Linked DNA regions of Mus musculus: regions 1, 2, 3 and 4 are each linked to region 5. A link is a contact called in public Hi-C and promoter capture Hi-C data. All regions are on one chromosome and are shown on one strand. Each heading gives the region's core, a stretch centred on a gene start, on an enhancer-like site or on the middle of the called end of the contact. The rest is flanking DNA. Distances are from core to core; before and after follow the strand shown. Region 1 holds the start of Sec61a2 (Sec61, alpha subunit 2 (S. cerevisiae)). Region 2 overlaps Camk1d (calcium/calmodulin-dependent protein kinase ID). Region 3 overlaps Camk1d (calcium/calmodulin-dependent protein kinase ID). Region 4 overlaps Camk1d (calcium/calmodulin-dependent protein kinase ID). Region 5 holds the start of Phyh (phytanoyl-CoA hydroxylase).

Evidence for each region. Promoter capture Hi-C pulls out the DNA fragments that hold promoters and counts their contacts. Hi-C and Micro-C count contacts between places; a contact is called where the count stands out from the background. Capture Hi-C pulls out chosen DNA fragments and counts their contacts.
Region 1: a contact with region 5 is called in a promoter capture Hi-C map of adipose tissue, with 7 times the contacts expected there. The contact joins the promoter of Sec61a2 here to the promoter of Phyh in region 5. A contact is called at or near these places in 3 of 39 promoter capture datasets (cranial neural crest, embryonic stem cells and hippocampal neurons), 1 of 15 datasets of contacts at CTCF or cohesin (large pre-B cells), 6 of 484 Hi-C or Micro-C datasets (CD4 T cells, CD8 T cells, the G1E-ER4 cell line and 3 more), 3 of 115 datasets of contacts at active chromatin or transcription factors (astrocytes, cardiomyocytes and large pre-B cells) and 3 of 9 other capture datasets (adipose tissue, liver and macrophages).
Region 2: a promoter capture Hi-C map of hippocampal neurons shows a contact between it and region 5, with 4 times the contacts expected there. The contact joins the enhancer-like site here to the promoter of Phyh in region 5. A contact is called at or near these places in 3 of 39 promoter capture datasets (the C10 cell line, hippocampal neurons and stem cell-derived epiblast-like cells) and 1 of 9 other capture datasets (adipose tissue).
Region 3: a promoter capture Hi-C map of liver shows a contact between it and region 5, with 5 times the contacts expected there. The contact joins the enhancer-like site here to the promoter of Phyh in region 5. A contact is called at or near these places in 2 of 39 promoter capture datasets (hippocampal neurons and liver), 1 of 484 Hi-C or Micro-C datasets (liver) and 1 of 115 datasets of contacts at active chromatin or transcription factors (embryonic stem cells).
Region 4: a Hi-C map of cortical neurons shows a contact between it and region 5, with 2.6 times the contacts expected there. The contact joins the enhancer-like site here to the promoter of Phyh in region 5. A contact is called at or near these places in 5 of 39 promoter capture datasets (the C10 cell line, HPC-7-derived erythroid cells, embryonic stem cells and 2 more), 1 of 15 datasets of contacts at CTCF or cohesin (pro-B cells), 12 of 484 Hi-C or Micro-C datasets (CD4 T cells, the G1E-ER4 cell line, the HL-1 cell line and 7 more), 1 of 115 datasets of contacts at active chromatin or transcription factors (large pre-B cells) and 2 of 9 other capture datasets (adipose tissue and liver).

The regions. Positions count from the first base shown.
Region 1 is chr2:5,891,995-5,897,270 of GRCm38.p6, forward strand. Sec61a2 (Sec61, alpha subunit 2 (S. cerevisiae)) reads right to left here and starts at 3,438. Exons shown (of 12, transcript NM_021305.4): 1 at 3,263-3,438; 2 at 1,160-1,227. The coding sequence starts at 3,269. It overlaps Gm13267 (predicted gene 13267), which reads left to right and starts at 3,470. Exons shown (of 3, transcript NR_166420.1): 1 at 3,470-3,780. It also overlaps a transcript of Dhtkd1 not described here.
Region 2 is chr2:5,634,767-5,639,738 of GRCm38.p6, forward strand. All of the region lies in intron 1 of Camk1d (calcium/calmodulin-dependent protein kinase ID), which reads right to left. Among named protein-coding and RNA genes, the nearest start is that of Camk1d, 78 kb to the right of the region's middle. Within about 2 kb of position 2,250, at least 84 of the 459 cell types and tissues checked have an H3K27ac peak or open chromatin away from gene starts, as enhancers often do. A contact at or near this core is called in hippocampal neurons, where this site is marked.
Region 3 is chr2:5,665,472-5,670,428 of GRCm38.p6, forward strand. All of the region lies in intron 1 of Camk1d (calcium/calmodulin-dependent protein kinase ID), which reads right to left. Among named protein-coding and RNA genes, the nearest start is that of Camk1d, 47 kb to the right of the region's middle. Within about 2 kb of position 3,705, at least 17 of the 459 cell types and tissues checked have an H3K27ac peak or open chromatin away from gene starts, as enhancers often do. A contact at or near this core is called in embryonic stem cells and liver, where this site is marked.
Region 4 is chr2:5,439,664-5,444,257 of GRCm38.p6, forward strand. The region is part of intron 3 of Camk1d (calcium/calmodulin-dependent protein kinase ID); the gene reads right to left. Among named protein-coding and RNA genes, the nearest start is that of Gm36853, 40 kb to the right of the region's middle. Within about 2 kb of position 1,623, at least 2 of the 459 cell types and tissues checked have an H3K27ac peak or open chromatin away from gene starts, as enhancers often do. A contact at or near this core is called in cortical neurons, where this site is marked.
Region 5 is chr2:4,917,543-4,922,139 of GRCm38.p6, forward strand. It overlaps Phyh (phytanoyl-CoA hydroxylase), which reads left to right and starts at 1,454. Exons shown (of 9, transcript NM_010726.2): 1 at 1,454-1,602. The coding sequence starts at 1,528.

The DNA.
Region 1 (5,276 bases), core at 2,188-4,687, 980 kb after region 5:
TTTCAGGCAGAGAGGGGACTTCATGAAATACTGAACAATTTTACACAGGAATCCTGGGACATTTCATAAACTATGAAAAGTTATACTTTAGGATGTCTAAGGTATAACTGAGTAGCCATCTCTACCATCTCAAGTCATTAAAAATTAAAAGTACTTCTAAATAAAACAGTAAGTCTGACAAAAGTCTTATCAATCTCTATGTTTCAATTTGTTATTAATTCCCTAAGAACTAAAAGTACAGAAGAGGATAGTCTGGTAACTGGAAAATTTAAAATTAATATTATTTCTGAAAATTTAAGTATCTTACTTCCAGATATGCTCAGTGACTGAAGAACAATGTGATTTAGTTATTCTACCTTCAAAACACATTCCTTCTATTTCTTTCCAAACAAGAAATCAAAATAAGGGAGGTATATACTTACACATTTGCAAAATTTATTATGTAGAACAGTTGGTGCTAATTAGAACTTATCCCACTAGCTAGCCATGTGCACAATCCTACCCTAACTATAAAGCATCAACATGGCCAGGAGTATACTCTATCGCATCAACATGGCATCAACATGGCCAGGAGCATACTCTATCGAAACAAACACTTGGGCAGGAAACAGTATAACTTACAACACTATCTTTGACAGACTGAGAATCATGCCTAGTCTTTATCTCCCTCCCACCATCCCTGTCCTTCCTCCTCTCCCTCCTCCCCTCCCCAGACCCACAGGGAAAGAGAAAAGAATCAATTCCCAAAAGTTGCCTTCTGACTGTCACATGTATACCATAGCACAGTGCTGCACAGGCACAAACACATATATATATTAGAATAATAAATGTAATTTAAAAATTAAAAACAGGCCAGGCAATGGTGGTATACCCCTTTAATCCCAGCACTGGGGAGGCAGAGGCAGGTGGATCTCTGTGAGTTCAAGGCCAGCCTGGTCTACAGAGAGATCTCCAGAACAGCCAGGGCTGTTACACAGAGAAACCCTGTCTCGAAGACAACAAAACAAAACATAAAGCAGATTTATACTTGTTTGCAAGATAAGGAGGTAATGGTTTTTCCACTTACAGCCAGAAATTGTTGGGTTAAGTAAGTCAACCTTGGTGGTTTGGCAAAGTCAGTCACTCTGTTACCTGCTAGATTAACAAATAGTATACTTACTTTCCTTTCAGGCTTCTGAATTTCTGGTAGAACTGCACAGAAAGGTTTAATAACTTCTAAAAACTTGACTGTAAAAAAAAAATTTAGAGTTTAAAAATGTATCTCTGAATAATTCCAAAAACAATTTTTGTAACAGCAGTTTATCACATCCACCCAAATTAAACAATCATGATGTTCTCAAGTTCAAGTGAGTAGGTCTATAGAAGATCAAAGCTCCCAGATAGCTGTGGAGCACAGGGAAACAGCCCTGCACCGTGACTTCTTTGCTTCTTCAGGTTTAAACCCAACCCTTTTATATATGCACAACAGAAAATAATCAGATCATCACTGTATAAGATAAGCAGACATAGCTTATTACAGTACTTAGCTAATGTAGTAATTAACAAATGGTACAACAGCGGAGGGAACTTTCTGCAGGAATAGTATAGTAGGTTATGAGCTTAAACTGGAGTACTGACTCAAACAGCTTAAAGACTGCAACAAAAAAGCCAAAAAACAAAAAAGCTAGGATCACCTCCTACAGACAACCTTTTAACCTCCACATTCCCCGCTCCATTTCAGTTAGCTGCATTTCAAGGTTGTAATTCTCTAAGTAGCCATATCAAGGTACTTGCTTACACACAAGAATTGCTCAGAGAATGTCAACTACATTTCATTAAAAAGTACTCCTTTCCCAGGCTACTTCTGCAGTAAATGAAAGACAAACCAAGGTTTAGGGATAGACACTGCCTCCTACTCCGGCAGGACTCCAAAAAGGTAGAAGTAACTGATTTTGGTGATAATTTATAATTGTCATGTTTGTTATAGAAGTACATTTGGACTATTTAGAAAGTAAATCTAGGGCTGGTGAGATGGCTCAGCGGGTAAGAGCACCCGACTGCTCTTCCGAAGGTCAGGAGTTCAAATCCCAGCAACCACATGGTGGCTCACAACCATCCGTAACGAGATCTGACTCCCTCTTCTGGAGTGTCTGAAGACAGCTACAGTGTACTTACATATAATAAATAAATAAATCTTTAAAAAAAAAAAAAAAAAAAAAAAAGTAAATCTAAATTCTGAAAACATTTACCTGCAATTAAAAAAACAACAACTATGGGTCACAACACTGGGAAACTGTCTAGAATCGCCTCCCTTCCCCATCTCAGCCCAGGCTACTCTCCGAGATTTATTGCTAGTTTATGAATTACTGTACTGGCGTTCAGGATCAAAAAACGCTGTTGCGTGCCGCCATGTACTGCCTCTCCCCGTGTTGCACAATTCCATTTTTATTCACAATTCAAGGCCAAGGGTCTCTTATTTCCTTTCCAATTTTCCCCAAATGTCTACTGTTAGCCAATGGAGTGCATCGCAACGTTATCCCTTTATACACAAACATGTGAACTGCTAGGTAAAGTATCTGTGTGAAAATACATGAGGGTGAGTGATTGGGCAGGGCCCTGGAAGGATCTTATAATGCGAGGCCTCGTCCATACCTTGCGCACCAACTTACAGTTTTCAATGAACACTACAGAATGACTGGGAAGAATTAATCTAGGAAAATGCTGAGCTACTGATCACACGCCTTTCCTCCCCTAAAACGCATGCTACGAATCACATTTTTAAAAAAGGGAGACTTGGTGGGGGAGGTTATGGGGGACTTTTTGGGATAGCATTGGAAATGTAAATGAGGAAAATACCTAATAAAAAATATTTTTTTAAAAAAAGGGAGACTTATTCGTCGCAACACACCAAGGAAGCGTGATTCAAGAATAATAATTTAAAAATTAATGAGTTTCCTGAGATTCAGAAAAAGCCCAAGTGGTCCAAGCCGTGGAGTGTGCTAACTACCCCCCGCCCCCAGCCAATGGCCTCCCCGCGCCATCCTCGCTCCTCGCCTCCTAAGGGGAGCAAACCGGGACTTCTGAGTTCCCGTGACCCGCCGGGCAAGGCCTCGCTGACCCGAGGCGCCTTGGCGGGTCCCCAGCTCGCTCTGCCCGTGGCGACCCCAACGAGGCCTGCGCATCCCCCGCACCCAAGACCACCCCAAGGAGTAAGCGACTCCACTGCCCACAGCCCGAAAGGACCCGCGGCCTTCGAGGTTCGCGCTCCAGCCACCACACTCACTGCCCATGGCGGCGGCTCAGCACACCCGGCGGGCACCCGCGGCCTCGCAGCTGCCTCCGCTCCGTTCCTCACGACTCTGGCCTAGGCGGCGGAGGCTGGGGACACGCTCTGGCCGTCCCCGCACAAGCTCCGCCCACAGAGTCATGTGACATGCGCTCTAGGCTCCTCCCAGACCTAGCCTGGCCGTTGGCGGACGTCCACCGCGTTGCTATGGTCACCGTTGGCGCGGCGGCGGGGGCGGGACTGGATGGCAAGAGGCGGGGCGGCCTGCCGTGGTGGGCGGTTCTTAGTTGCTCTACTCCAGGACAAGGGTTTTCCTTTTCAAAGCTGTTTTCTAGATAAGGTTTCCTGGTCCAGGTACCCCAAGGCCTAGAGCTGAGCTACCTGAGCCAGACTTTTCTTTCCGCCCCATCTTAACTGTAACTTCTTAGACATTTGTGAAAACTGGTAATACACTGCAGACAATAGTACTTTCCAGTACTTCCCCATCTTCAAAATAGACATCAAGGCATCAAGAGGTATAAACTCTTTTATCTGTCTCTCTTTTTCAGAAAGAAACCTTTTTAGGCCGGGCGGTGGTGGCGCACGCCTTTAATCCCAGCACTCGGGAGGCAGAGGCAGGTGGATTTCTGAGTTCGAGGCCAGCCTGGTCTACAGAGTGAGTTCCAGGACAGCCAGGGATACACAGAGAAACCCTGTCTCGAACCCGCCCCCCCAAAAAAAACCCAGTAAAACTTCCAAGGTAATATAGGTAAATTAGAGAAGTTAATTTCAGACTATTTTTCCCAAATAGGAAATATATGGAAAACATAAGAAATTTGAGTAAAATGGTTCTTTCAAGGTGGTAATTTTTATTTTGCTAAGAATAATGTGATATATGGGGGGTGGGTATGGGGGACCTTTGGGATAGCATTGAAAATGTAAACAAGGAAAATACCTAATTAAAAAAAAAGAATAATGTGTCATTTTAAGCAAAATTCATTATTTTTAATATTTCAACTTACTAATTACATAACTGAAGCTCTAGTTCTCACTGAACATTAAACATGCATAATTATGGACAGCAGATAAGAAAAACTAACATTTTTAAGAGGAAAGAAAATACAGTAGTGTTTCATATGAAATAATTCAAATGTCCCTTTCTGCAACACAATTCAGAATGTGGCTGATATAAAGGTAGAAAGGCAGAAGACATTTTCATAGCTCTGTCAGGGAAAACTGTAACAAGAAATAATAAACTTGTGAGAGGCAGCATAGGAAGAAATTTAGAAAGAGCAAGACAAAAACATTTTTAAATATATTAAATTCCATCTTAGAGTTTTAATATCTTTTAATTTAAGAAACCAAAAGATAAGAGAATAAAGGTACATTATGGTTTTTTTAAACTTAAATATACACTATTATTCTTATTAAACTTGCCTTTGAAACTTTACAGATTTATATAAGTAGTAATGAAGTGACAAGATTCATAAGGCTCGGCAAAAGAAAGAAGGACTGAAGGATGCAGAAAGGAAAGGGAGGGAAAGGGTTAAAGAGATGGCACAATGATGGAGCCAGTAAGTACAAAGTACTGCAACTAATACCCAGCTGCAGACAGGAGGGGACATGTCGTAGAAAGAAAGAGGGCAAATACTAGAAAGATGCTAAATAACTGCAGCATTATTCTAAAATGCAAATAATAGTCTGGCATGGTGGTACACACCTTAAATCCCAGCACTCAGAAGGCAGAGACAGAGAGACCTCTGAGTTCAAGACCAGCCTGCTCTACACAGAGAGTTCTAGGCCAGCCAGAACTATCTCAAAAATCAAAATAAAAAAAGAAGTACATTATGAATCTATTACTATAGCCAGGACTGCCTACACATCAATGATGTAAAACATGGCGCATTGCTGGTAAAATTGGAAAGGCAATGGATGTATTCCAGCCCTTCCTATGTCCCCATAACCTTTTTAAAAAACTGTCGTAAAGTCAGAATGGTACACAGTAGATGCTCCTGAGAACCAACTCAAGGGA
Region 2 (4,972 bases), core at 1,000-3,499, 720 kb after region 5:
AAAATATGTTCCATACTGTCTACTTTTGTGTACATTCATTTTATAATATGTTGAATCTACTGCATGTCATAGAGATCAGCAAAGTGGACTTATTTGGTGCTCCTAGCTCTCTGGGAGTTTTAGTTGCCATCTTTGAATATGGAACAGAATACACATAAAAAAGTCACATTTAAACTGGGGGGAAAAAGAGTTTACCTTTGGTCACACCAAACTAAACAGATGCCCAAAAGTGAATCCAACAAGACCAACGTAAATTAGGAATAGCAGGAGATGGACCTCCCACTTCATAACCACTGCATAAATAAAATGTAACTTTTATGAGGAGTTATAAAGAATAAATTCTGCCTAAGGAGACTTTTTTTCTCTCAATTTAAAGAGAATGTCTTGGGGGCCAGGAACAAAACTTAGTGGGAGAGCCCTACCCCAACACGCATGTGGCTTTGGGTCCCATCCTTAGCACTGCCAAAACCAAACAAACAAACAAACAATTAAATGGAATCTGCTGTGAGAAAGGAAGCTAAATTTCTGAAAACACTACATTCTTTCCCGTTATGTTTTGGGGAAAAAAAAAATCTCTAGACTGCTTTATATCAGAGATATAATAAAAAGTGATGTCAGTTTTCATCCGCTCGCAGGCCTTCTGGAAAGGTCAAGTTCAGGGGCACGCCACACTGAAGTGCATCTCTGCAGTGGGCCAGTCAGTCAGCACGAGCAGCCTAAGTAAGTGGGGAGGAAAACAGAAAAGCAAAACTGCTAGGTATTTAAAACTGCCAGGTCCCAAGGCAGAGAAATATAAAATAACAAACACAGAAAAGACACATTTCAGCCATATCAACTTAAGCTCTTCAGTTCAATAAACGGCGATAAAGCCTCCTGCTAACAGAAAGCGACAAACAGGCAGAGGGTGTCTTTGAAGACAGGCAACTCTCACCGTCTGGCCTCCAGTCAATAAAAGCACCCGAAGTCAGGAGCTTTCAATAAATATTAAACCATAACAAACAAACTGCCCAGGGTTTCCCGGTACACACAGCCTTTTTAACTGCAGAAAACAACCAACAAGAATCACTTCAAAGATGAGTTGTGGAAAGGAAAACTGATTTCAGCCTGTGCTGTAGAAAGCAAAGTCTTTAGATGGCTGGGTTTGGTGTGTGGAAGAACTCCTGGGGGTCACAGGTGATGGCGCCCAGTGCCTGTTCTGCCCCTGGGAGTCTTCCCCATGTAAGGCATGTATGACTCTGGCTAACTACTACAAAGATAAAATGAAACAGAGTCAAGAAGAATTCAGCATTGGAGATTCCCACTGAAAACAGAATCAAACATCAATACTACATTTTCCTAAAGGAATAAAGTGAGATAGCATGATCCAGGGGTGCAGTTTGCACAGCAGCCAAAGGCAAGGTGCTTGAATTTTGTTGTTGTTGTTTCACTAAAATCAGTCTTTTTTTTTTTTAAAGGCTTATTTGTTTTTATATCTTATGTGTATGAGTGTTTTGTCTTCATATATGTACATACTTTACATGTGTGGCTGGAGCCCACAGAGACCAGAAGAGGGTGTCAGATCTCCTGAAACTGGAGTTGCGAGCTGCCATGTGGGTCCTGGGAATTGAACCCAGGTCCTCTGGAAAGAGCAGTAAGTGAGACCACTGAGCCATCCTTCCATCCCCCAAATCAAAATTATTAAATGTGAAATAGAAAGGGGCAAGGCAGGAAGAAAAGATAAAAGACTCCTCTTTGGAGGGCAACATTAGCCCATCTCTCCTGCATAGCTCCCAACTTCAGCATTTCTGGTGAGACATCTAAGTTCCAAAGCAATTCAGACACAACACCAAAACCACACCCATGACTCCTGGGTATGGAGTCGGGAGTAACTAGCAAACTTATATTTGAACACATGTTAAAAATATTATACTGAGATGTTTTTAGGTTCTAGACAGTGAACACAGCTGGTCTACAGGAAGGGTCAGGATATGGCCGCATGAGAAAGGTGCGTCCAAGAACCTTCACGGATGAAATGCTTCAAACACAAAGGGCTCTAGAAGCTTCTTGAGAAAGCAGTTGACTGGAAGGCCTGGGGAAGTGTGTCTCACTTTTTCTTCAGAGAGCACAATATCTCTCTGAGTAATGTCATCAGGACAAAGAGCCAATGAGGTCATCTCCCTATTGTGACACAAGGGATCAGAGGTGCATGAGGTACACAAAGAAAGGCTTATTGCATGGTTCTTCCCCAAGACAGAACAGTGAAGCAATGGTCACGCCCTATGAGCTCGGGGACCAATGCTCAGAAAGAAGAGCCAATGACTTCAGCCACCTGAGTGGCTCTTGGCTAAGCCTGACATATTCCAGAGTGTGCAGTAGAGTCAGCGTAGCAGGCTTGGCACCATCCTTGGCAAGGTCTGCTTGCTCTGTAATCCCAGCTGCTCAGGGGACTGACGTGGGAAGACTGCCTGATCAAGGTCGGCTTTAGCAGCATCGCTCACCCTTACTGCTCCTTGCCTAGTGTCTGAGAGCTTGCTGTTTGGAAGGGCTCCCACTACCCTAGCTGAAAAGAGTGACTCACTCTGCCTAAGCCATTCAGGCAAACTCTATGGTTTATACCCAGCGCCTGTTTCCCTTCTGGGAGCCTGGAGTTTCAGTACTCGCCAAGCAAATGTGTCTATGAATAAAGAAGCCGATGTGAAAGCATCCTTGCCAAGCATCCTTGAGACGTCATTTGACACACGCTGTCACAGTTCCTTATTGGGATGCAATCTGTGTGATGCAGTCACCTCCCGGCCCTCTCTTCCCCCTACTCCTCCCTCTCTCACCCTCACACTGGAACCTTGGGTCGTGTCCAGTCCCTTGTCTTCTAAACTCACCACCAGCATCCTTCAAGCCTCAGAACTCAGCATAGGCCTGAAGCAAATACAGCGTGTAGGCTGAACACTTTGAGAGTGCTGCATGGTTACACATAAATACAAATACATCACTGTGTTATTTAATAAGCCTAAGAACAGCTCAAGGACTGCATTCACTTTTCAATTATGGATGCAGGGTTGGTAGCCTTGTTCCTTACATCTCCAGAATCTTCCAGAAGTCACCCACTGCATGCTAATTCTAGGTCACTAACAGGCGTCCACTGCTACCAGAAAGATTGGCCTAGGACTCCTGCTTAGAGCACAGTACCAATTAGACAGAACTGTGGCTCTTGATTATTAAATCAGTGGCTAGCCACGGGACTCCCCTCATAGTTGTTATAGAAAACCCTGAAAGATTCTTCATACAGAGAAGATTCCAGAAGGCTGATCAAACAACCTCAGGTCATAAGCAAAGGATGGGCTTGGTCCCCAGTCCCACATACCCTTTAAGTTGTCACAGTCTCAAAACCTACCACAGAAAGCTGCTATTTGGCTAACTTTCTGCTTTGCTCTCTTTAATTTAATCCCTGACTCTACCTAGCTCACTGGACGTTCAAGATGGGCCCTCCTTATTTATCTAAACCTCTCTGGATAAATCCTCAGAAATAACCAGAGTGTGTGGTGATTCTAAATCCAGTCAAGTTGACAATGAAGATAAACTGTTCCGTCACAAATCCCCAAAGGGCAGTACAACGTACAACAGTTTGAATATGCTTGACCCATGGGAAGTGGTACTATTAGGAGGTGTGGCCTTGTTGGAGTAGCTGTGTCGCTGTAAGGGTGGGCTTTGAAGTCTTATGCTCAAGCTTCACCCAGTGTGGAAGAGACCCTCTTCCTGGCTGCCTGAAAACGACAGTCTCCATCTGGCTGCCTTCAGATCTGATGTAGAACAGCAGCTTCTCCAGCACCATGTCTGCCTGGATACCGCCAAGCTTGCACACTGTAAGCCTGCCCCAGTGAAGTGTTTTCTTTTAGAAGAGTTGTCTCTTCACAGCAATGGAAACCCTAACTAAGACAGGTAGGCTCTTATCTGAGAGACAACTGAAGTCAACTATCTGAGAGACAATTGTAAGACAGAGAAAGTTCATGTGTGTGTCTTCATCATTATATCAAGTGATGAAAATGAAGTAAAGGAATTTATAAGGCTGGAAGAAAAAGGAGCAAAAGGAGAAAGAGGAGAAAGAGGAGGAGGAGAAGAAGGAGAAGGAGGAGAAGGAGGAGAAGGAGGAGAAAGAGGAGGAGAAGGATGAGGAAGAGGAGAGGAAAAAGGAAAGGAAAAGGAAGCAAACAGGATAGGATGTAGGACAGAAGAGGAGCCACACCACCACAGTGCTAAGACATTACTCTTCATTTTTATAAAATTTGTTTTTTAACTGACATGTAAATTGCATGGGTCATATTAATTGTACATATGAACTATACATGCTAATTAACTATACATACTAATGGGATACCACACCAGTTAATCGCCACCCTCTTAGATCTGTCTTCCACCATCCATCCTATCTTGGGAGATCAAGCCTGGCAGATGGTATTGTGCTGGTTTCTCTGGCTTTGAGACAGCCAATGGGAGGGTTTCTAAAGAGCAGTGAACAAGAGGAGAAAGATGAAGTGGCCTTCCCTGAGTGGTCTTTGCTTTAGTGCATGGGTCCAGCAACACCTGTCCCTACCCTACTCCCTCTGGAAAACCATTCTGCCTCAGCTAGAGAGCTTCCCAGGTTCCTCCCTGACGCTATGGGCCTGGAGGTGGTCCTAGTCTTTGGGCAGCTGGGTAACTCTGGCCAGCTCCTTTAGCTCTATTGTATTAGTCTATTTTGCATTGCTGTAACAAAACACCCACACAACAACTGGTGGGCACGTTAGTTTAGGCACCCAGCACAGTAGGGAGGCATGATGGAAGGATTCGGGCTATAGCCTCCTGGCCATATAGTAGGGGCTCTTCCCATCACTGCAGATCAGGCAGGAAGCAGGGGATGTCAGGAACCTGGGACAGACTATAAAGTTCAAAGGTCAAACCCTAGAGATCTACTTCTGACAACTAGGCCCCACCTCCTAAAGGTTCTATAACACACACCCAC
Region 3 (4,957 bases), core at 2,455-4,954, 750 kb after region 5:
ATTATTTGTGACTATTGTGAAGGGTGTTGGTTCCCTAATTTCTTTCTCAGCCTGTTTATCCTTTGTGTAGAGAAAGGCCACTGATTTGTTTGAGTTAATTTTATATCCAGCTACTACACTGAAGCTGTTTATCAGGTTTAGGAGTTCTCGGGGTACAGAACTAAACAAAGAATTCTCAACTGAGGAATATCAAATGGCCGAGAAGCACCTAAAAAAATGTTCAACCTCCTTAGTCATCAGGGAACTGCAAATCAAAACATCCCTGAGATTCCACCTCACACCAGTCAGAAGGGCTAGGATCAAAAACTCAGGTGACAGCAGATGCTGGTGAGGATGTGGAGAAAGAGGAACACTCCTCCATTGCTGGTGGGATTGCAAGTTGGTACAACCACTCTGGAAATCAGTTTGGAGGTTCCTCAGAAAATTGGACATAGTACTACCTGAAGACCCAGCTATAGCATATACCCAGAGGATGCTCCAACATGTAATAAGGACACATGCTCCACTATATTCATAGCAGCCTTGTTTATAATAGCCAGAAGCTGGAAAGAACCCAGATGTCCTTCAACAGAGGAATGGATAGAGAAAATGTGGTACATTTACACAATGGAGCACTACTCAGCTATTAAAAATGATGAACACATGAAGTTCTTAGGCAAATGGATGGAACTAGAAAATATTATCCTGAGTGAGGTAACCCAATCACAGAAGAACACACACATGGTATGCACTCACTGATAAGTGGATATTAGCCCAGAAGTTTGGAATACCCAAGATACAATTAACAGACCACATTAAGCTCAAGAAGGAGGAAGACCACAGTATGGATACTTCAGTCCTTCTTAGAAGGGGGATCAAAATACTCATAGGGGGAGATACAGAGACAAAGTGTGGAGCAGAAACTGAAGGAAAGGCCATCCAGTGACTGTCGCACCTGGAGATCCATACCATATACAGTTACCAAACCTAGACACTACTGTGGATGCCAACAAGTGCTTGCTGACAGGAGCCTGATATAGCTGTCTCCTGAGAGGCTCTGCCAGTGCCTGACAAATACAGAAGTGGAGGCTCACAGTCATTCATTGGACTGAGTACAGGGTCCCCAGTGGAGGAGTTAGAGAAAGGACCCAATGAGCTGAAGGGGTTTGCAGCCCCATAGGAGGAACAACAATATGAACCAACCAGTACCCCCAGAGCTCCCAGGGACTAAACCACCAACCAAAGAGGGACTCCTTCAGCCACATAGGTAGCAGAGGATGACCTTGTGGGACATCAATGAGAGGAGAAGCGTTGGCCCCAGTGTAGGGGAATGCCAGAACAGGCAAGTGGGAGTGAGTAGGTTAGTGAGCAGGGGGAGGGAGGGAGAGATGGGGTGGAGGGTTCAGAGGGGAAAGCAGGAAAGAGGATAACATTTGAAATGTAAATAAAGAAAATATCTAATAAAAAATGAAAAAGAATAAAGAAAAAAAGAAAAAGAAGAATTGCAGATAAAAATGATGGTGTATCCAGCTCCTGGGAGAGTGAGGCAGAGGGATTATGACTTAGATATTAGGCTGAGCTACACAGCAAGTTCAAGGGTAGACTGGACTGAAAAAAAAAACAAGAACTTGAATATTAAAAGAAAAAGTTACTGAGCATTGAAGTCTTTGTACCACTGTGCTCAGTCCCTAACAGAACTAAGCCAGGATATGTTCTTGTCCTTGAGGAACTGCCAGTCCACAATGTCCCGCATCTTGTAACCTCCTGTGCGTCTGGGGTCTACCTCCCACTGCCTTGTGCTATGAGCCTCTAGGAGACACAGCGAAATTTAACATCCGCTGCACCCATATATGGGTCCCACCATACCTCACAGCCACACAAGCTCTTAGACTCAAAAAACATGCTGCTGGAAAGGAGGGGATAACACACAGCTGGAAAGGAGGGGCTAACACACAGCTGGAAAGGAGGAGGCTAACATACAGCTGAAAAGGAGGAGGCTAACATACACCTGGAAAGGAGGAAGCTAACATACAGCTGGAAAGGAAGAGGCTAACACACAGCTGGAAAGGAGGAGGCTAACACACAGCTGGAAAGGAGGGGCTAACACACAGCTGGAAAGGAGGAGGCTAACATACAGCTGGAAAGGAGGGGATAACACACAGCTGGAAAGGAGGAGGCTATCATACAGCTGGAAAGGAAGAGGCTAACACACAGCTGGAAAGGAGGAGGCTAACACACAGCTGGAAAGGAGGGGATAACACAGCTGGAAAGGAGGAGGCTAACATACAGCTGGAAAGGAGGAGGCTAACACACAGCTGGAAAGGAGGGGCTAACACACAGCTGGAAAGGAGGAGGCTAACATACAGATGTGCTGAAAGCAAACTAAATAGCCTGGTGCTCAACTTAGAAAGAGATCAATGAGCTGAGGGTGATAACTCCTCACTATAATCCTAGCACCTCGAAGCCTGTGGCAGGAAGACTGCAAGTTTGAGGCCAGCCTGGGCTACAGAGTCTAGACCAGCCTGGGCTACATAGTGAGACCCTGTCAAGGAAGGGCCTGCCATAGCATCACTCCAGCTCCACTTCTGTATTTACTTAGACACAGTTTCTTTACCCTCAGAGTGATGAATATTCATCATTATGGACAGGACTAGGGGAGGGTGAGTGGAAAGGCTCCACCGCTTTACCAGAAACAACTTCTGCATTCTACTGTTACGGTACATACAAAGCATCTACTTGTACACAAGTGTGTGATAACAATCATTAGCTTAGTACTGAAGTAACTATATACATAGATTTTTAAATATTTATATTTAGACCCTTACTGATACAGAAATCTAATTTAAACATTATGTACATACTTTTGCAGGAATACATATGGTATTCCAGGATAAAATTCCTTAGGAATAGAATATTAGCTGAAAGGGGGAGGGGAAGAACTTATTATTTTAAGCTGATTCTAGTACTTTTTAATGATAATGACAGGTATCAAATGTCTATGGCATTTACATTCCATTTAACTGGTTACAGTTAAAATAATCATGATACTGTTCCATTTGAAGACATTGATATTTACAATAAGAAAGTGATATCCTTTATTTACCATGCTTAAGTTATGATAAAAAATATTCATCTGTCCACAGAGAAGCTGTGAGGGCTGGTGGCTTCGTGGAATTAGTTAGGAACGACTGAGAGACAGAAGATGAGAAGAAAGGCCACCCTTGGTTCCAGCACGTTTCCGGCCTTAAGATATTCCTAGAGAAGGGAGACATCTAAATTTCCTCTTTAGAATTAAGCTTTTCATACATTGGTCTTAAAAAACTTCTAGGCATGGGGCTGGAGAGATGGCTCAGCGGTTAAGAGCACTGACTGTTCTTCCGAAGGTCCTGAGTTCAAATCCCAGCAACCACATGGTGGCTCAGAACCATCTGTAATGAGATCCGATGTCCTCTTCTGGGGTGTCCGAAGACAGCTACAGTGTACTTACATATCATAAATAAATAAATCTTAAAAAAAAAAAAAACTCCTAGGCAGAGTTTAGGCCACACAAAACAGAGCTGTTAGCCAACACCTTTCTTTGACTTTGCCTCTAAACAACACTCAACTTCCTGTGTCAACTTTTCCATGGACTTAAAAGTGAATCTGCTCACTCAGGAAGGGCTCCCTGTGGAGCACGCTCCCTGTTCTGAAAGACTACATTGCGCAGACTCAGATTGATTGGCAGGCAAATGTTTGCAATGCATTGGGCTAAATTCTACACTAGGCAGCCCAGGCAGTGGCCACAAGGTCTTTGCTTATGTTAAATTAGAAATAATGGTTTTAACTGCAAAGAGAACTTAGAGCTAGAAGAAACAATGTTGGTGATTCGTCACGGATCTCTTAGGACACCCAAGCTGAGTCAAGGCCGTGGCTATCCTAGGATGCCTGAGAGGCACAGATGCACACAGTAAGATTAAATCCCGCCCCTCCTCATTTTCAGTTTTTGTGTTAAAAACAGGCACATGATGGAAATAAACCATTAAGACAAGATCCAAAAATAAGTTTAACTGGTTACCAAAACTCATATACAAAGTTCTCATTCTAATCACTTCTGTAAACAGCTGAAAGGTACGGACACCAAACCTCGGCTTGTGGAGCGCAATCAACTTAATCGGCTTCTTTGAAAGATTAATTTAAGTGAAGATTACCGATGGCTGCAGATGACACGGGTCCAATCGCGCAGCCCAGTTGAGATGAAGGAAAAATTGCGAAATCATACAAACACAGCTGCAGGCCAAACATGGAGATGGGGGGGGGGGGGGACCTCCTTCCTGGGTCCGAAACACAACTCTAAAGGACAGTGCTAAAGTCGAAACCGAAATGTCAGGAACAGCATGTGAAGGCTCAGGTACCCCAGGCTGGGACCTGCCCGTGGTCAGGACAGCAGGGGTCATGTGACCTGCCCTAGGGCGCTGCAGCTGTTTGGACAGAAAGCCCAACCAGCTAGCCAGGAAAAGGACAATCAACTGCTGTTGATCCTACCTCAAACCAGATTCTAAGTGCTTGTTTAAGCCGTTTCAAGGGCAAGTTCTGCTAAGTCCCAGACAGGAAGCATAAATAAGATGAAACTGGAAAAGAGATCAAATATGGTCTCCACAGACCTAAAAGGAAAACGTTCTACCCACAACATGCAATAAGGAGGTTAATTTGAAGACCCTTCTGGAAGTTGTGGCGGGGGGAGTCAGGGGTCAGTACCTGGACGTGTTATCATTGAGAATGGAAGAAGGTTAAACCCTCAACAGCACTTACCAGAGGCGCAGCTCAGAGACCAAACCAACTCCATCTTGGGTTCAGAGTCCAACTTGGAGAACCTGAGCTAAGGCTGAACCAACAAGCCTGCACCTCCAAGTCGCTCCCTAGCAACCACCAATCAGGAGGAAAGCAGCAGTTACGTTTATGGCTCGGCTCCTCGCACCAGCCAATTATTTTAAAGGAAAAC
Region 4 (4,594 bases), core at 373-2,872, 520 kb after region 5:
ATGATAGTAGATGATAGACAGATATAGATAGATAGATAGATAGATAGATAGATAGATAGATAGATAGATAGATGGATAATCTCTACTAGTGGTAAGCTCAGATCACTTGAGGAACAACAAAGAATCTGGTCTGGATGCAGCTGAATAAAAGCAAGAGAGAAGTGGGCTAAGAGGTCAGGGATGCTACAGTGGATCAGGGCTGATGCAGTTCTGTGTAAACTCTTTGTAAAGACAAAGACAAAGGACATTGATATAGGAAGTCCATGGAAGTCTTCAGCAAGAGTCTGGTTAGCACGCTAAGACAGCAGTGCAGTGCTAAGGTGGGAAAAGAAAGACAGTCCCTTGAGCCCAGTAAAGAGCGGTGATATTGGGTAGTTGGTGACATTGTGTGGGTAAGTTTGTTGGGTATGAAGATGAGTGTAGGATGACTGCAGATTTTGAATCCAAGAAATAGAAGAAAGAGAGCTGCCGGTTGCTAAGATGAGACAACAGCAGACTTTGAGGGACCTCCAAATGGTACTTATTGCACAGCAAAGTGAGACTGTTGAGTAGTTCCGTGCTGGAAAGAGAGATCCAGGAGGTACCCATGTGTGGAACCTAAAGCCTTATTGAAAAGGTGGTGAGTAAAACTAGCAATTCAATCTATTCTTTCCTACAAAAGTACTTGTAATGTACTATTGTCTTTGGTTAGTGTATGTGTAAGTATGTATTTATGCACCTGTGCACAAGAGCATGGGTCTGTGCATGCCATGATGTATGTGTCAAGATGAGAGGGCAAATGCTACTGTTAGGCCTTGCCTTCCATTTTGAGGTAGGTGCATGCCAGGCTAGCTGGACTCCAAGCTTCTTAGAATTCTCCTGTCTTCATTGGTCATGTCGGAGTAGGGACATGTGGATTACAGATGTGTGCTGCTGTAGGAACACACACATACAGATGTGTGTGTGTGCTGCTGTATCTAACCTTATTGGTCATCTTGGAGTAGAAACATGCAAATTACAGATGTGTGCTGCTGTAGGAACACACACATACAGATGTGTGTGTGTGCTGCTATATCTAACCTTATTGGTCATCTTGGAGTAGAAACATGCAGATTACAGATGTGTGTGTGCTGCTGTATCTAGCCTTCAGTGTGCTTGGGGAATATGAGCACAGGTGCTCATGCTTGTATGGTGAGCAGTTTACCCACAGCCCTTTAAATGTACACTTTATTGTATCACCTTTCAGTTTACTCAATCAACCATAGATATAATGGGGGAAAGGCCAAAGGAGGGACCCTTTATCATTTACAAATACAGGGCTGATAATCTACAAGCAAACATAGATGAGAAATAAACTTAAACGGATTTCTCGTCTATAAATTATATCAGTGTAATCTCACTCTCTTACTATCCATAGTTGAATGTTCTCCAAATAGTACTCTGAAAAAATGTATTTGTCCAAAACCCAAATAAAATGTAAATAAACACTCCCTAAACAATTCATCTTTCCTATAGCAGCATAGGACAAATATACCCCACCTTCAGAATCAAGATAGCAATTAGAAAAGAAATAGAGTTAGGGTGCTGAGGAGTCTCAGCGTTGAGGAAGATGTTTCCTAGGAAACCAAAATCCTCTCAGATACAAACACTGTGAAATCCACTCCTCCCTACTGCTGTACTGTAAATCCTACCTACATACTGAGAAACCAAGGGCTTCCGAGTGAATCAAAAATGAAAGCAAGCACAAAGAAGCAGACCAAAACTACTTTCCACTGTTCCAGACCCCAAAACCTACACAACCAACTTCAGGAGCAAAAGCTACCAAGCCCTGGCAAATAAAACCCAATACAATGACAGAAATGGTCACAGAGCCTACAAGGTGACCGCCCAGCGAGGCGAAGTCTTTCTGATAATACTGAGGTCCAATGCAGCGAGGGGTTTCGGACACTGCTTTTTCTTCTTTCTTCTTGTCATGTCAACGGTCATAAAACATTTAACTTCGATACTGGAAGAGGCGAAAGATCAGAGTTGTTTATTTGGGATTCCCAAAATATATGACCAATGCTATTTCAAAGACAGTAATATTACCTTTAAAAATACTTGATATTTCACACTAAACTATCAAAGTTCTACTATATAAAATTCTTTGGGGGAATAACAAGAATTAGTGAAGAAAAATGATTTTAAAAATTACATAAAACAACTACTTGAACTACCATAAAAGCTCATCTTATTTTCACCCACTAGCAAGTAACTGGAGAAATGAAATAACATCCTCTTACAACAGGATTGACAAAATGAAATATTTCAGACTGAACTGAGCAATGAGATGAGAAACCCACATGCTGAAAACTGTAGAGTACAGACCTAGACTAATTAATGACCCAAATAGAGAAATAGATGGTGCTTATGAATCAAAGCTCAGATTAATTCTCAAGTCTTTATTTAGATTCCATGCAATCCCAAACAAGATTTCCACAAAAAGTTCTTAAAGCTTGACTTAAAAATTTATATAAACACTCTATTTGAAGAGTGCCAAAGCTATTTTATAAAATAATAAATGGAGCAATAGCATTATCCTATCTAATCTAAGATGTGCCTTAGAGTTATGACATTGTATAATATTGACACAGGGACAGATACATAGAATGATGAGTACAGAAACACGGTCAAGTAATATTTGGACTAAAGATTATTTATTTATTTATTTGGGAGAAAGAGAGAGAGACAGAGAGACAAGGAGAAGCAGAGAGACAGAGACAGAGAGGAATCCATGTGTCCTTAGCACACTTTCAGGGTTCGAAGACAACTTGTCAGGTTGATTCATTCTTTCCACCATGTGGGATCCAAGGTTTAAATTCAAGTTGTCAGGCTGAGTCATCTTGTTGACCCAGGCAATTGATTTTTGACTAAGCTACCAAAGCAATTAAGAAAATTAAAGTTTTCTTCAACAAGGCCCTGAATATAGGATATACCTATGAGTGAATTAAGCCAGACACGAATGAGTACATGCTACATCACACCATTTCCATATTTTAGAATTCCAAAACTCCCAAAAATCTCTAGTGAAAGTTAAATCATTGACTGGATATGGTTTAGTGAAGGAGTGGTTGAAAGGGACACAAGGAAAGAAATCTTTTGGGGGTGGGGTCAGAAACTGTGGTGTTATGTTGATCCCTGAGATGTCCAGTTCAATTAAATGCAATATATTCTGTGTGGTTTACACTTCAATAAAGTTGATTTCTAAAAGAGTAATGAAAACCACAGATACATGAGTGGGGACAAGTTAACACACTGTCATTGGCATATCCAGTGTTTCTAAACTGCTCAACTGTGCAGAGACATAGCTCTGTTCTTTAGATAATCCAAACACCCATCACATTTAGATCACAATTTTGTGGCTGATTTACCTACAAATCTATCCAGTGCTCCTGCCAAAGGTTAGTTTGTTCCTACAGAAAGCCTCTCTGAGATACTAAGATATCTCTGTAAGCGTGGCCCATGTTAATGAAGCTTTCTGTAACAGCAAGCAAGAGAAGATGTTCTCAGCTGAGAAGCAGAGGATCGGTGCCAATCACAGGCTCTCCAGGCTTTGGTCTAAGATCAAGCATGGCTGTTCCCATGCCCACCGCTCTCTACATCTGCTTCTGCTGGTGAGCACACCGCCAGGCTGTTTAGCGAAGTAAAACTGAGGTCTATTCAGACTTCATCTTGTTAACATCTGAAGAGCATCTGCAGAGACATCCTGATGAACCAATGCAGATGTCCACAAGGAAACTGCGTATGCTCAGGACCCATTCACTTTCCTCACTCTCCCCACCCACCTCTACAGCAGACACTGTCATCTTCTCTTTTGCCCGTTATAGAAACTGGCTCCCAGCAAGGCCTGGTCATTTGCCCAAAGTCACCCAACTAGTCAGTGGCACTGCTGAGGTTCCGTCTTGGGGTACATCAGGTGATACATGATGTATTTCTATACACACAAACCGGAAATAAATAAATGCACAGAACTTTGGGTTCTGGCTCTGGCATTACTCATCTTGCCTTACCAATAAAAAAGCAAACCTTGGAGTTCAACACACAGCTGACATTTTATAGGGCTTTTGCTCATCATCAAAATGTTATATTCTTCCTACTGGCCAATCAATACTTGAAAATGACTCACTTCGATCTTTAGGGAGGAGACACTGCACGAGACAAAGCCACAAGCACTTTTAGCATCTGTCTCTAGATCTGGGAATAGCAATTACTTGATAAGAAAGAAAAACAGAAATGTGTGATACATACAGCTAACAACAGGGCACAGGACTAAGAAAGATCCCTGGGTCGCTGGACAGTCCACTCTAAACTAGGCAATAAATCAGCTGCTTAACCCAACTTACTGTTGATGTCAGAGAAAGTCAGACAGACGCATCCAAATGCAACACTCTAAATTATTTACCCAAAACACTACCACCTATGAAAATATTTTAAACCATAATAAATAATAAAGAAATGAACTGTTGGACACTTTTTTGTAGCAAAAATGCTCTCCAGGAAATAAAATCATTCAAACATCCACAAGGAAGAGAAGACATGAAAAGCCATTTGTTGGCCTCACCTAACCATCAGCACA
Region 5 (4,597 bases), core at 204-2,703:
CAATAGAAACCCTAAGACAGGCCCCAAAGCCATAATTCTCTCTGTTTTTTAGGGAAACCAGTCATCCTCAGAATGACGGTCTTAATCTTTCAATTCTGCTTGAGGTGACCCAAATTCAGACTAATTTCAGTTTTGTTTTCTTCCTTCTCCCTGCAGTTCCCATTTTGCACCAGGTGAGGGCAGTAAGAACACACCTATTTCCCAAGTGGGGGGTGGGGGGGGAATGCAGTCAGTCCTGCTTTTAAACTGTGGGCTAATTAAGCCGGTCTCTCAGGACATGGTCAGGCTTCCACCAGGTTGCTCAGGCTGGACAGATGAGGTTGGGAGATAAGCAAATGACCAAGCCGGCCCTGGGAGCTTCAGCTAAGCGAATCTCGTCCTAAAGGTCAAGGCACAAAGGGCAAATCTCTGCAACCTGAAAACAGGAAGTAGCCAGCTGGTTACTTGCTTGTCTCTCCTGGACTATGGCACTGTCACCAAATTATCTAATGAAAGCATTTAAGAAACAATAACATGTTTATGGAGTAACTAGAAGCAATCTAGAAGTAACTCTCTTAAGAGACCGAGAGACAAAGAGATTGAGATTATGTGTAGTGGTTGAATTTCAAAGACTTTAGGAAAACAGTTTTGTTTTGTTTTGGGTTTGGTTTGGTTTGGTTTGGTTTGCTTTTTCGAGACAGGGTTTCTCTGTGTAGCCCTGGTGGTCCAGGAACTCACTTTGTAGACCAGGCTGGCCTCGAACTCAGAAATCCCCCTGCCTCCGCCTCCCAAGTGCTGGGATTAAAGAAAACAGTTTTTAGCTACATAAGAAATTTTACATGTTATACTGGCTGGTGAGATACACAGTGGTTAAGGGAGCTTGCTGAACAAACCTGACCATCAGAGTTCGATCCCCAAAACTCAGGTGGTGGAAAGAGACTCAACTTCCCTGAAGATTATTTCTCTGATCTCCACAAACAAGGATGCAAACATACATACATACATACACACACACACACACACACACACACACACACACACCACACCCCATCACCACTACCACCACCACACACAAAAATGTAATGTAAGTTATCCTAGACCGTGTGGATCGCTCTTCTTAAAAACTAACAGCCAAACTTTCTAATATTTTAGGATGAATTCACGCTAAATTTAATGTCTCTTCTGAATAACACAGATGATTTTAATTTTTAGTGGGAGAACTAGTCACATAGATTAGTTGTTCATAGATTAAAACTACCAAGTTAAAAGGGTGGCTCAGATCCCTAACGGCCTCGGGCTGCTCGGCTTGCATCACCCCAGTCGCAAAATTTCGGACCTTGCAGATTAGAACAAAGACACAGCGGCGGGGAGCAAGGACTCCAGACAGCCTAGGCTCGCTCCCTCATCCCCAGCTCCCCAACCCCCAGCCTGGGGGAGGTGGCGCTGTGTCCTGCCCTTGGACAGAACTCCACCCTCTACTAGGAGGCGGGGCCTTGCCGTAAGTTAAGTGTGACCTGGGCGCAGCAGTTTCGTCTGCTGGCCCCCACCATGAATCTTACGCGCGCCGGCGCCCGGCTGCAGGTCCTTCTGGGACACCTCGGCCGACCCTCGGCCCCAACGATTGTATCCTTTGGGCTGTGGAAGGGCTCACAGGCTCGAAGGAGCCTCTCCGCCCTGGTGGTGGCTTCAAGGACATAAGAGAGCCTCTGCGCCGCCATCTCTTCCCTGTCTCCATCCCTAGGGTTCCCGGGTGGAGGCTGCATCCCCAGAGAGCCCTCGTCTTCTGGAAGGGCTCTCTGGTGGGACTTCTCTAGGCAGCATTTTGAGCCTTCAAGAAACCGTGGTTTCTTGCTGGTGTAAAGCGGGAAGCATAAAGCGAAAGGTGACGACGTCATCACAAAGAGGCTTGCCATTTTTTGAGTTGACTTCTGCATCCAGAAACACCAAGGACAGTTGCCCACAGGTGCTTGCCTGTGACCAAGGCCGGCAGAGGCAGGGATTCTCAGAGGTCAGGAGGAGGCGCCAGTCGCCAAAAAGAGAAGGCTCAGGACCCTGTCCAGCAGGTAGCTAGCTGCCCATCTCCACCTGCCCTCTGTCTGTCACCATCCCACTAGCTGTGTAAGCTCCCACTCCAGGGGCCAGGTGTCCCCAGTCTCCTGAGGACTGAACTGGTTCCCGGAAAGCGACTTCAGAAGCGAGTGCCTGGTGATAAATGCTTGTGATCCCCCTGGGAGGTGCAGGTGCAGACTCGAGGGTTGGTTGGTTGGTTGGTTGGTTGGTTGGTTGGTTGGTTGGTTGGTTGGTTTTTCGAGACAGGGTTTCTCTGTATAGCCCTGGCTGTCCTGGAACTCACTTTGTAGACCAGGCTGGCCTCGAACTCAGAAATCCGCCTGCCTCTGCCTCCCAAGTGCTGGGATTAAAGGTTCGTGCCACCACCGTCCGTCCGGCAGACTTGAGGATCTTAATGGCCAGCCATCCTGGCCAAAAGTGACAGACGGTCTAAAAAGCAAAACAAAACACTAAACCAAGGCTTGGAAGCAGTTATGCACACGAACACGTGTGTGTACACACACATCACACACAAACACATACATGCATACACTCAGACTCTTGGGGGATGGGAGGAAGCATCAAACTGTTGGCCCCTCGCCCTAGAAATTGCTAAAAATGAATGGTTTAGGGTTTTCAGTGCCTGCCACCTCCGAGGCTGATCATAATAGTTGTTTATTTGGCCTTCCCTGTTATTCTGCCTGTGGGGCTTTTGGTTTATAAGCAGCGGTGTGCCAGGCTTACCTCAAGCTTAAACTCTACAGGCTAATAATGTAACTTCATTTTACACTGAGAAACTAATGGGGAAAGACCCTGATTAGTGTGTATTGGACTAAAGCAGTGGTTAGACCTGCAGGCCATGTAGGGATGGAATATCACAGTCTGGTTTTTTCTTGGCAGTTGGATGTTTGCTACATTTTGAGAACCTTGGATATACTGGTACTAGATGTATTTGGACTGAAATTGATGCAGTCTCTTCACTACTCTTTGGATCTTATTGGTTGCTTGATTTTTGAGACAGAATCTTATCACGCATCTCTGGCGAGCTGGAATTTGCTATTATAGACTGGATTGGCTTAGAACTCACAGAGACCACCACCTCTGCCTCTTAAGTGCTGGGATTAAAGTATACACTTTTTTTGTTTTGTTTTGTTTTTCGAGACAGGGTTTCTCTGTGTAGCCCTGGCTGTCCTGGAACTCACTCTGTAGACCAGGCTGGCCTCGAACTGAGAAATTCACCTGCCTCTGCCTCCGGAGTGCTGGGATTAAAGGCGTGCGCCACCACGCCCGGCAAAGTATACACTTTTAACTTGAATCATTTTTCAATTTAAATGGCCAGATGTAGCTAGCAGCTAGTATTGGATATTAGATAGTGCTGACCAAGAGCCATAGGGAATATATTATGTAAGTAGAGTTCTAGAAATTGAGGCCGTATCTCCTCAGCCTTAATTTGCTTCTAAGCAGTGTGGATGCTGGGCAGTGGTGGCACACGCCTTTAATCCCAGAATCTGGGAGGCAGAGGCAGGCGGATTGGATTTCTGAGTTCAAGGCCAGCCTGGTCTGCAAAGTAAGTGAGTTCTAGGACGACCAGGGCTACACAGAGAAACCCTGTCCAAAAAAAAAAAAAAGCAGTGTGGATTAGGGAACAAGGAATGTTTTGTATTTGCATAATTGGGGTCATCCTGGGTCACAGCTTCTGCGTCTCTTTTCACTTTACCCCACCCACACCCCCATCTCTGTCATATATTTCAATATCATTTAACATTTCTCCCACATCATCAAAGTCCAAGAAACAGTGGAGAAGGGCCGAGGTGACCAGTTTGGAGCACTGAGGTCTATATGTCCTTGCGGCAATGCTATATTGGGAAAGTTGAACAAGAGTGGGAATTGTGAGGCTGGAGATGTGGCTCAGCAGTTAAGAGCAATGACTGCTCTTCACACTGGCTACTCTTTCAGAGGTGTCCTGGGTTCAAATCCCAACAACCACATGGCAGCTCACAACTGTCATCCAGCAACAAATGACCTGACACTCTCACACAGACATACATGCAGGCAAAACACCAATATGCATTAAATACGTAAATAAAAAAGTAAATAAATAATAGATAGTTGGCAATCACCTTTAATCTCAGCAGAGGCAGACAGTCTCTGTGAGTTCAAGATCAGCCTGGTCTACATATCAAGTTCCCAGTCAGCCAGGGCTACGTAGTGGGATTCTGACAAAAAAAAACAAAAAACAAAAAAAAAAAAAACCAAAAAAACAAAGGACAAAACAAAACAACAAAAAACAGAAGAGAAAGAAAGCAAGAAAAACAATAAACCGCATATGGTGGTGCCTGTCTATAATTTCACCTGGCAGGAAGTAAGTGGGGGGCAGGAGGATCAGTTCAAGATCATACGTGGCTACATTATTAAGCTCAAGGCTAGCTCATGTAGCATGTTCTCTGTCTCTAAAAGTCATAAAGCCTTAATTAATTAATTAATCAATTAATCAATTAATTAATTAAAAGCAATCCAGGCCTGACAATGCACACCTGTAACCCCAGCACTTGGAAGATGAAGGCAGAAG